Regions from separate parts of the Pan troglodytes genome. Here region 1 is linked to region 2. Evidence: chromatin contacts called from public Hi-C data. All regions are on one chromosome and are shown on one strand. Each heading gives the region's core, a stretch centred on a gene start, on an enhancer-like site or on the middle of the called end of the contact. The rest is flanking DNA. Distances are from core to core; before and after follow the strand shown.

Region 1 (3,113 bases), core at 277-2,776, 560 kb after region 2:
TGTGCTAGAGACCCTATGTTGATTTACCTGTGTTACATCGTCAGCAGAAATCAACTTTACCAGGTACACACCAAGCTTATATATTTAATGCATATAAAAATGCATATAAAAGATCCTTTTTTCTTTATATAAAGAATTACTGAATTTCATTAGGCCACGTTTTTCTCTAAAAAAGTTCTTTGTTAACCATGGGATAACTGATTGCAAATAAAGGAAGTTACGGCACTGTGCCGATGTTTATAAAGGGAGGGAAAATCCTTAATGTGAGCTTACAATTTCGATGAAAAAGAAAAACCATCATAAATACAAGAGTTGGCCTTACTCTAACATACATTAGCAAGATCTTTCAAAGGATCTCCCTGCTTTCACTGACATATAAATATTTTCCTAAATGACTCAAAAAAAAGACGTTAGGATACTTAATTGAAGTCTATAAGGAGAGGTCTGGGAATAGGTGGATGAAAATCATTTGGTTTTTGTTTTGAAAAAACAAAAAAAATCCATTTTTCCTCATCTGAGGATATTTAGACACAACATCTCTATACATTTTCCATAAAAATGTCACAGACCTTTCATATGTCAGATTCCCCTCCCCCACTATATTTAAGTTTCAGGATTAGTTGCAGCCTTAGAAAAATATTTAATTCTCTTTGCTCTGTGACTTGGCTTAATGAATCTAGGTTGAGTTTCTTTAGGAAATATAAGAAGCTTCTTGACAACTGAGAAGCCTCCCAGACACTCATTTCTGTCAGAGTTTTCCAAAACTACACAAATAAGCTGTGGCCAGGGAGGTGCCTACATCAGACAAGAAAAGAAGAACACGGGCTTCCTTCCCTGACCTCTGCTATGTTTGAGTGAGAAATGTGTTTATTGCTCAGTCTCACTGAGTGTTTAACTGTTCCAATTGCGCAAATTATGAGTACTTTGAGTGAAAATTATGAGCGCAGAAGCCTTTCTTTATCATTTCCAACTGTCTGATCTGTTTTGTCCTTGTTCGCCACCACCTTTGAGAATTGCAAAAAAAAAAAAAACTATGCCAGTTATTTTTGTAATACTACCATTGCATTAAAACCTTTAACCATAAAGTCCTCTAGTGATTTTTCTTTCCCTCAAAATTTGTATTGCTTTTAAAAAGGATTGCATTAAGATTCCGAACGTTTAACGGAGAGAAGAGTGACATTAGTATACATCCTTTTTAAGCTCCTGATTGAAACAAAACAAAAACTACGCAAAAGACCTGCTTCTTTGCCTTGGGCCCTGACTGTTTAGGGGGCAGGGGCTTCTGCGAGGGGCGGTTAAGTGGCAGGGAAGCGCAGATCCCGCTGCACTCCGCAGCAGCCCGGGTGTGGAGCGCGCAGAGGGGGCACCTCGCCTGAGTCTCGGGCACGCTGCGCACCCACGGGAGGATTTCAGGGAGGCGGTGGCCAAGTCGGGGAGCGCATGCCGGGGCCGTACTCCCTCCTGGGACAGCGAGCCTTCCGAAAGTCCGAGCCCCAAGAAAAGTTGACCCTGGGTCTGAGAGTAAGAGGGAGGAGCCGAGAGCATGGACTAGAGAGGCACGGAGCCTCCCGGGCCCTGAGGCTGCCGCCTCCCTCCGCAGCAGCCACCTCCTCCCGCCCTTTACAAAGACAAGCTCCTTGCTCCCAGGAGTCGGCCTGCCCATCCCTGAAATGTGCACGTGAAGGAGGTAGCCTGGGTAGCCAGGGAAGGTGCGGTGCCCGTGCCGGGGCCGCGGGGCGTGCGGGAGTCCTGGGCGTCGCCGCACCTGCCGGTCTCCTCTGGGAGTCCTGGGCCGAATCCTCAGTTCGGGCGCCCTCTGGCGCCGCCGTGGGGAAATCATCCGGCGCCAGGCGCCATGCCGCACAACACTGTGGAGCAGCCCTGCCGGCGGGGTGGGTGCCTCCTATCTAAAGCACTGGACCAGGGGCTCTGCCAGCAAACATGGTTCTTCCATCAGCGTGTCGGGGTTGCAGAACCTCAGGGCATGGTTTCTCTCGGCAAGGTGTTAGACGCCAATTATCTTCCCCCGACAGACTTTTGTGAGACTTCAAAGGGAAGAGAAAGGAGGGTCCCAAGACTTCCAACTCCCTCTTCCTCCCTCCCTACACACGCGCGCACGCGTAAACACACCCACACGCACACAAACACACACACCCTATTCTTTACCTGTCCACAGGATCTCTAACATTATTCTTAACCCCATGTGATGGCTTTTTTGATATGTCGACTTGACTAAGCTAAAGTTCCCATTGATTCACCAGACACTAATCTAGCTGTTACTGTGAAAGGGTTTGATGATGTCATTCAAGTCACTAATCAGTTCACTTTAAGTAAGGGAGGTTATACTGGATAACTTGGGTGGGCCTGGCCTAATCAGTTGGAAGCCCTCAAAGCACAGCCAAGACTCCCCAGAGAGAGACAGAGACAGAGAGGAGGTCACATCCATGAACAACAGCGCAGTCATGCCCAGAGCTCCACTCTGCTTTTTAGCTTCCCCTCCTGACTCCCTGTCCTGTGGACTTTGGATGTGCTTAGGCAGCTCCCACAACAGCATAAGCCAATTTTTTTTTTTTTTTTTTTTTTTTTTTTTTTTTTTTTTTTTTTTTTTGAGACGGAGTCTTGCTCTGTCACCCAGGCTGGAGTGCAATGGCACGATCTTGGCTCACTGCAAGCTCCGCCTCCCGGGTTCACGCCATTCTCCTGCCTCAGCCTCCCGAGTAGCTGGGACTACAGGCGCCTGCCATCACGCCCGGCTATTTTTTTTGTATTTTTAGTAGAGACGGGGTTTCACCGTGTTAGCCAGGATGGTCTCGATCTCCTGACCTCATGATCCACCCCCCTCGGCCTCCCAAAGTGCTGGCATTACAGGCGTGAGCCACCGCGCCCGGCCAGCATAAGCCAATTCCTAGTAAGACATCTCTGAATGGATATATTGGTTCTGGGTCTGAGGTTGAACACTAGCTGGTACAACCCACACAATCCAAATCAGAAAAAGTATGAAGGAAATTCAGAGTGCCAGAAGATGCCACCTCATCCCTCCTATCTGTCAGTCAGTATTCTCTGAATGTCTAGCAGTGGCAGGCACAAGACACTGTACTCTGGAGATACCTCCA
Region 2 (3,534 bases), core at 239-2,738:
GGATTACCTTCTGAGACTTCAATAACCTAAGACCAGTGGTCTCAGCTTGGGATAATTTTGGCACCTACGGGACATTAGGTAAAGTCTGGAGACATTTTTGGTTGTCACAAATAGGGCGGCAGTGGGGAGAGGGTGTTACTGGCATCTAGTGTGTAGAGGCCAGGGATGCTGCTAAACATTCTACAATGCACAGGACAGCTCTGATATGGTTTGGCTCTGTGTCGATTGTAATTCCCAGTGTTGGGGTGGGGACCTGGTGGAAGGCGATTAGATCATGGGGGCAGATTTCCCCTTCCTCTTCCTGTGATAGTGAGTGAGTTCTCATGAGATCTGGTTGTTTAAAGGTGTGTAGCACATCCCCCTTCACTCTCTCTTCCTCCTGCTCCAGCCATGTAAGACTTGCCAGCTTCCCCTTTGCCTTCTGCCATGACTGTAAGATTTCTGGGGCCTCCCCAGCCATGCTTCCTATACAGCTTGTGTAACCATGAGCCCATTAAACCAATTTTCTTTATAAATTACTCAGTCTTAAGTAGTTCTTTACAGCAATGTAAGAACAGATTAATACAAGCCCCCACAACAAAGAACTATCCACCGCAAAATGTAATAGAGTAGAGGTTGAGAAACCCTGGGTTATATATGTTTTGATCACGGCTCTTTATTTCCAAGTATAAGAGGGAAGATGGAAAATAAGTGTTGTAATTCAAATTATCAAATAGTGCTTAAGGTGAGAAGAAAACCTATGATCATGAGCTCCAGCTTCCCTCCCCCAGCCTCATTTCTTCTTTCCATGTGGCTGTTGACTCCAGATACCAGTTTGCTCTAAAAATGCCCTCTGCAGTAAGGCCCCAGAACTTCTCCTATTGCCAATTACAGCAGACAACACTGGAAAATATGAAGCAGCACTTCTCATTAATAGTGTTTTTTGCTTCCTTTTTTTTTGTTTGTTTTTAGAGACAGGGTCTTGCTCTGTTGCCCAGGCTGGAGTGCAGTGGTGCAATCATGGCTCACTGCAGCCTCAAACTCCTGGGCTCAAGTGATCCTCCCACCTCAGCCTCCCAAGTAGCTACGACTAAAGGTGTGTGCCACCATGCCTGACTAATTTTTATTGTTTTTTTTTTTTTTGTAGAGACAAGTTTGCCCTATGTTGCCCAGGCTGGGATAGTGTTTTTTAAATGAGGTTTTTCCTCTGTCAATCTGCTTCTGCTACCCCATCCCCCTTGCTTTCCACATCAATAATGACTCTACTCACCTGTTGCTTTTTGGGAAGGAATTTTTCATTAACTAAGAAATAGCTGATTTGCTCCTTGACTTAGTGCTGGGAGGTCTCATGCTTTCATGAACTGGAGCTATTTCTTGACCCAAATCAGGCCAGACTGAGTTTGCATTACAAACGTGCCACATTCAGCAAATAGTTGACATTGCAGACTGTGCTTTGCCTTTGAAGGCCAATGCTGACTCCCCGAGGAATCAAAGCTTTCACCCCAGTGGGGGCCAGGCAGCTGGTGACTTCTGCATACTCCTCCTCTCCCATTTGTTCAGGAATGAGACACACTTGGGGGCTTAGACTACGGTTCTCTGAATTGTTTTCATTCAGAGGGTGAGGTGGGGGAAAAATATGTGGTGGCAGAAAATAAATGATGAGTCCTTTTTTGCGCATGTCAAGTATAAGATACCTATTAGCCATGAAGTAGAGAAAGTGGGTGAGAGGAAATGAGAGGTCAGGGACAGAGAGAAAATCTGATTGACATTGAACTGCCTGTGGGATAGAAGGAAAACTAGTAGACTGTAGGGTTAAGGACAAAGAGGGGAAAGTATTTTAAGAAGGAGGAGCTGTGTCTAATGCTGAAGAGAAGTTTTAGTAAAGTGAGAACAGAGAAAGAAAGTTAGATTCCCAAACTCAGAAAATTAAATGAGAAAGGAACAGGCAGCTAGGACACCCACTTGGCGATGGTAAGAGTTTGTGCCTTGGCTGCAGTACATTGATTAATAACAGTCTGCTGAAATGGTCTGTAAAGGTAATTTTGAACACCCTCTGCCACTGTCCCCTGCCTTCACTTCCCTCATCTCGCCCCAAATTGCAAGGCCCTGAGCTTTTCATCATTACAAGAGTGTTTAATGCCCTCACCTAACTAATCAAGAGGATTCCCCCAAGTGAAACAGAAAGGGAGACGTGACAGAACCATGGCCCTGAGTGATTTGTGCTCATGGTCCCTTGAGTTGCCTCCTTTCCACACCATGCCCTCACTACATTGGTTATGGGCAGGGCTGTTAGACATGGCGGAGTGGCAGAGCATTGGTATGAAGCCACTTTACCTCTTTGAGCCTTGGTTTATGTTAAGGGAGAGTTTGGGACTAGAGGATCTTTAAGGCCCCTTCAGGCTCCAATATTGCATAGATCTGAAGTGGTTCCATTTCATTTACCAGCAGTGAAAAGCAGCATGCATTCAGCTGTTCCGTCAATTTAGTCAAAGCAACACATTTCCCCTTCTTGAATTTACCTTCAACAGAGGGGGAAATGTAGGCGGCATTATTCCCAGCATGTAGAAGCTCTGTCTGAGATTCTTAGTATTGCAGGGTACATTTACTTTTGCTAATGATCCCTGAAGCTGACTGGTTTCAATCGTGTGATTCGAGCAAAGCACAGACACTCTGATTTGTAATAATGATGCCGTGAAATCAATATCGAAAAACCTTGGGCTATATGAAACTGCTACTACTCAGTGAATCATACTAGGCAATATTTCCTGAAAGATAATGGGTTTCAAAACCAAACATAAATCTTCAGTGACAGGTTGGCTATTTGTCATGTTTTCTGGTGGTGGAATTACAGCAGCTTCAATAAAATCCATTTGGTGGTTGGGTTTTAGATTAATATCTGATACAATCATGGTCTTAGGGCCACAAGAAGTAAAGCTTAGAGGGAGGGAAGCAAGTTTGCAATTATTCTAGGGTTCTAGTACCCCTTGTGCCACATGTTGGCACAGAAATTGCTCAAAAATTACAAAAAAGCAATACAATGTGGGACTTTGAATACTAAGCACTGTAAAGTGATACTATATTCTTGAAATAGTAAACATGTCTTCCATATGTGGCTAAGTGTGCCCAAGACTGCCAACTGTAATGCAAAGCAAATTGATTTCCAACTGTTTTGTTCTCACCACTTTAACTCCTGGCTTTCCATTTGACTCCTTGACACAAAATAATTAACTCTACATTTTTCTTGACTTAGCAGAAATATTTTCCCCATGACAAGGAAAATGAAATTGATTTTCTGATTAAATGACTTCAGTTAGTCCTTCTGAGTTAATATTGCTTCCCTGTGACCGATGAGTCGGCAACATCTATTGAGCCCCCACTGGGCAAAAAGTATTTACAAGGTGTTACATGAATCTATAAGAGCAATAACTTTCTGGCCTTCCTAACCCATCCATGTTTGGAATTAAGCAGCTATTTCTGTCTAGATGCCAGGTTGACACCTAATTCTCTCAATATTGTGGAGAAAGGGAAGGTTGTCTTGACAACAGTGTGGAAAAA

What was found. A called contact is a pair of places that touch in the nucleus more often than the background predicts.
Region 1: a contact with region 2 is called in a Hi-C map of induced pluripotent stem cells, with 2.8 times the contacts expected there. The contact joins two enhancer-like sites. A contact is called at or near these places in 2 of 7 Hi-C or Micro-C datasets (induced pluripotent stem cells and stem cell-derived neural progenitor cells) and 1 of 1 datasets of contacts at active chromatin or transcription factors (stem cell-derived excitatory neurons).

What each region holds. Positions count from the first base shown.
Region 1 is chr6:34,650,870-34,653,982 of NHGRI_mPanTro3-v2.0_pri, forward strand. No RefSeq gene overlaps it. Among named protein-coding and RNA genes, the nearest start is that of TRIL, 110 kb to the right of the region's middle. Within about 2 kb of position 1,527, at least 11 of the 24 cell types and tissues checked have an H3K27ac peak or open chromatin away from gene starts, as enhancers often do. A contact at or near this core is called in induced pluripotent stem cells, where this site is marked.
Region 2 is chr6:34,090,818-34,094,351 of NHGRI_mPanTro3-v2.0_pri, forward strand. No RefSeq gene overlaps it. Among named protein-coding and RNA genes, the nearest start is that of JAZF1, 110 kb to the left of the region's middle. Within about 2 kb of position 1,489, at least 1 of the 24 cell types and tissues checked has an H3K27ac peak or open chromatin away from gene starts, as enhancers often do. A contact at or near this core is called in induced pluripotent stem cells, where this site is marked.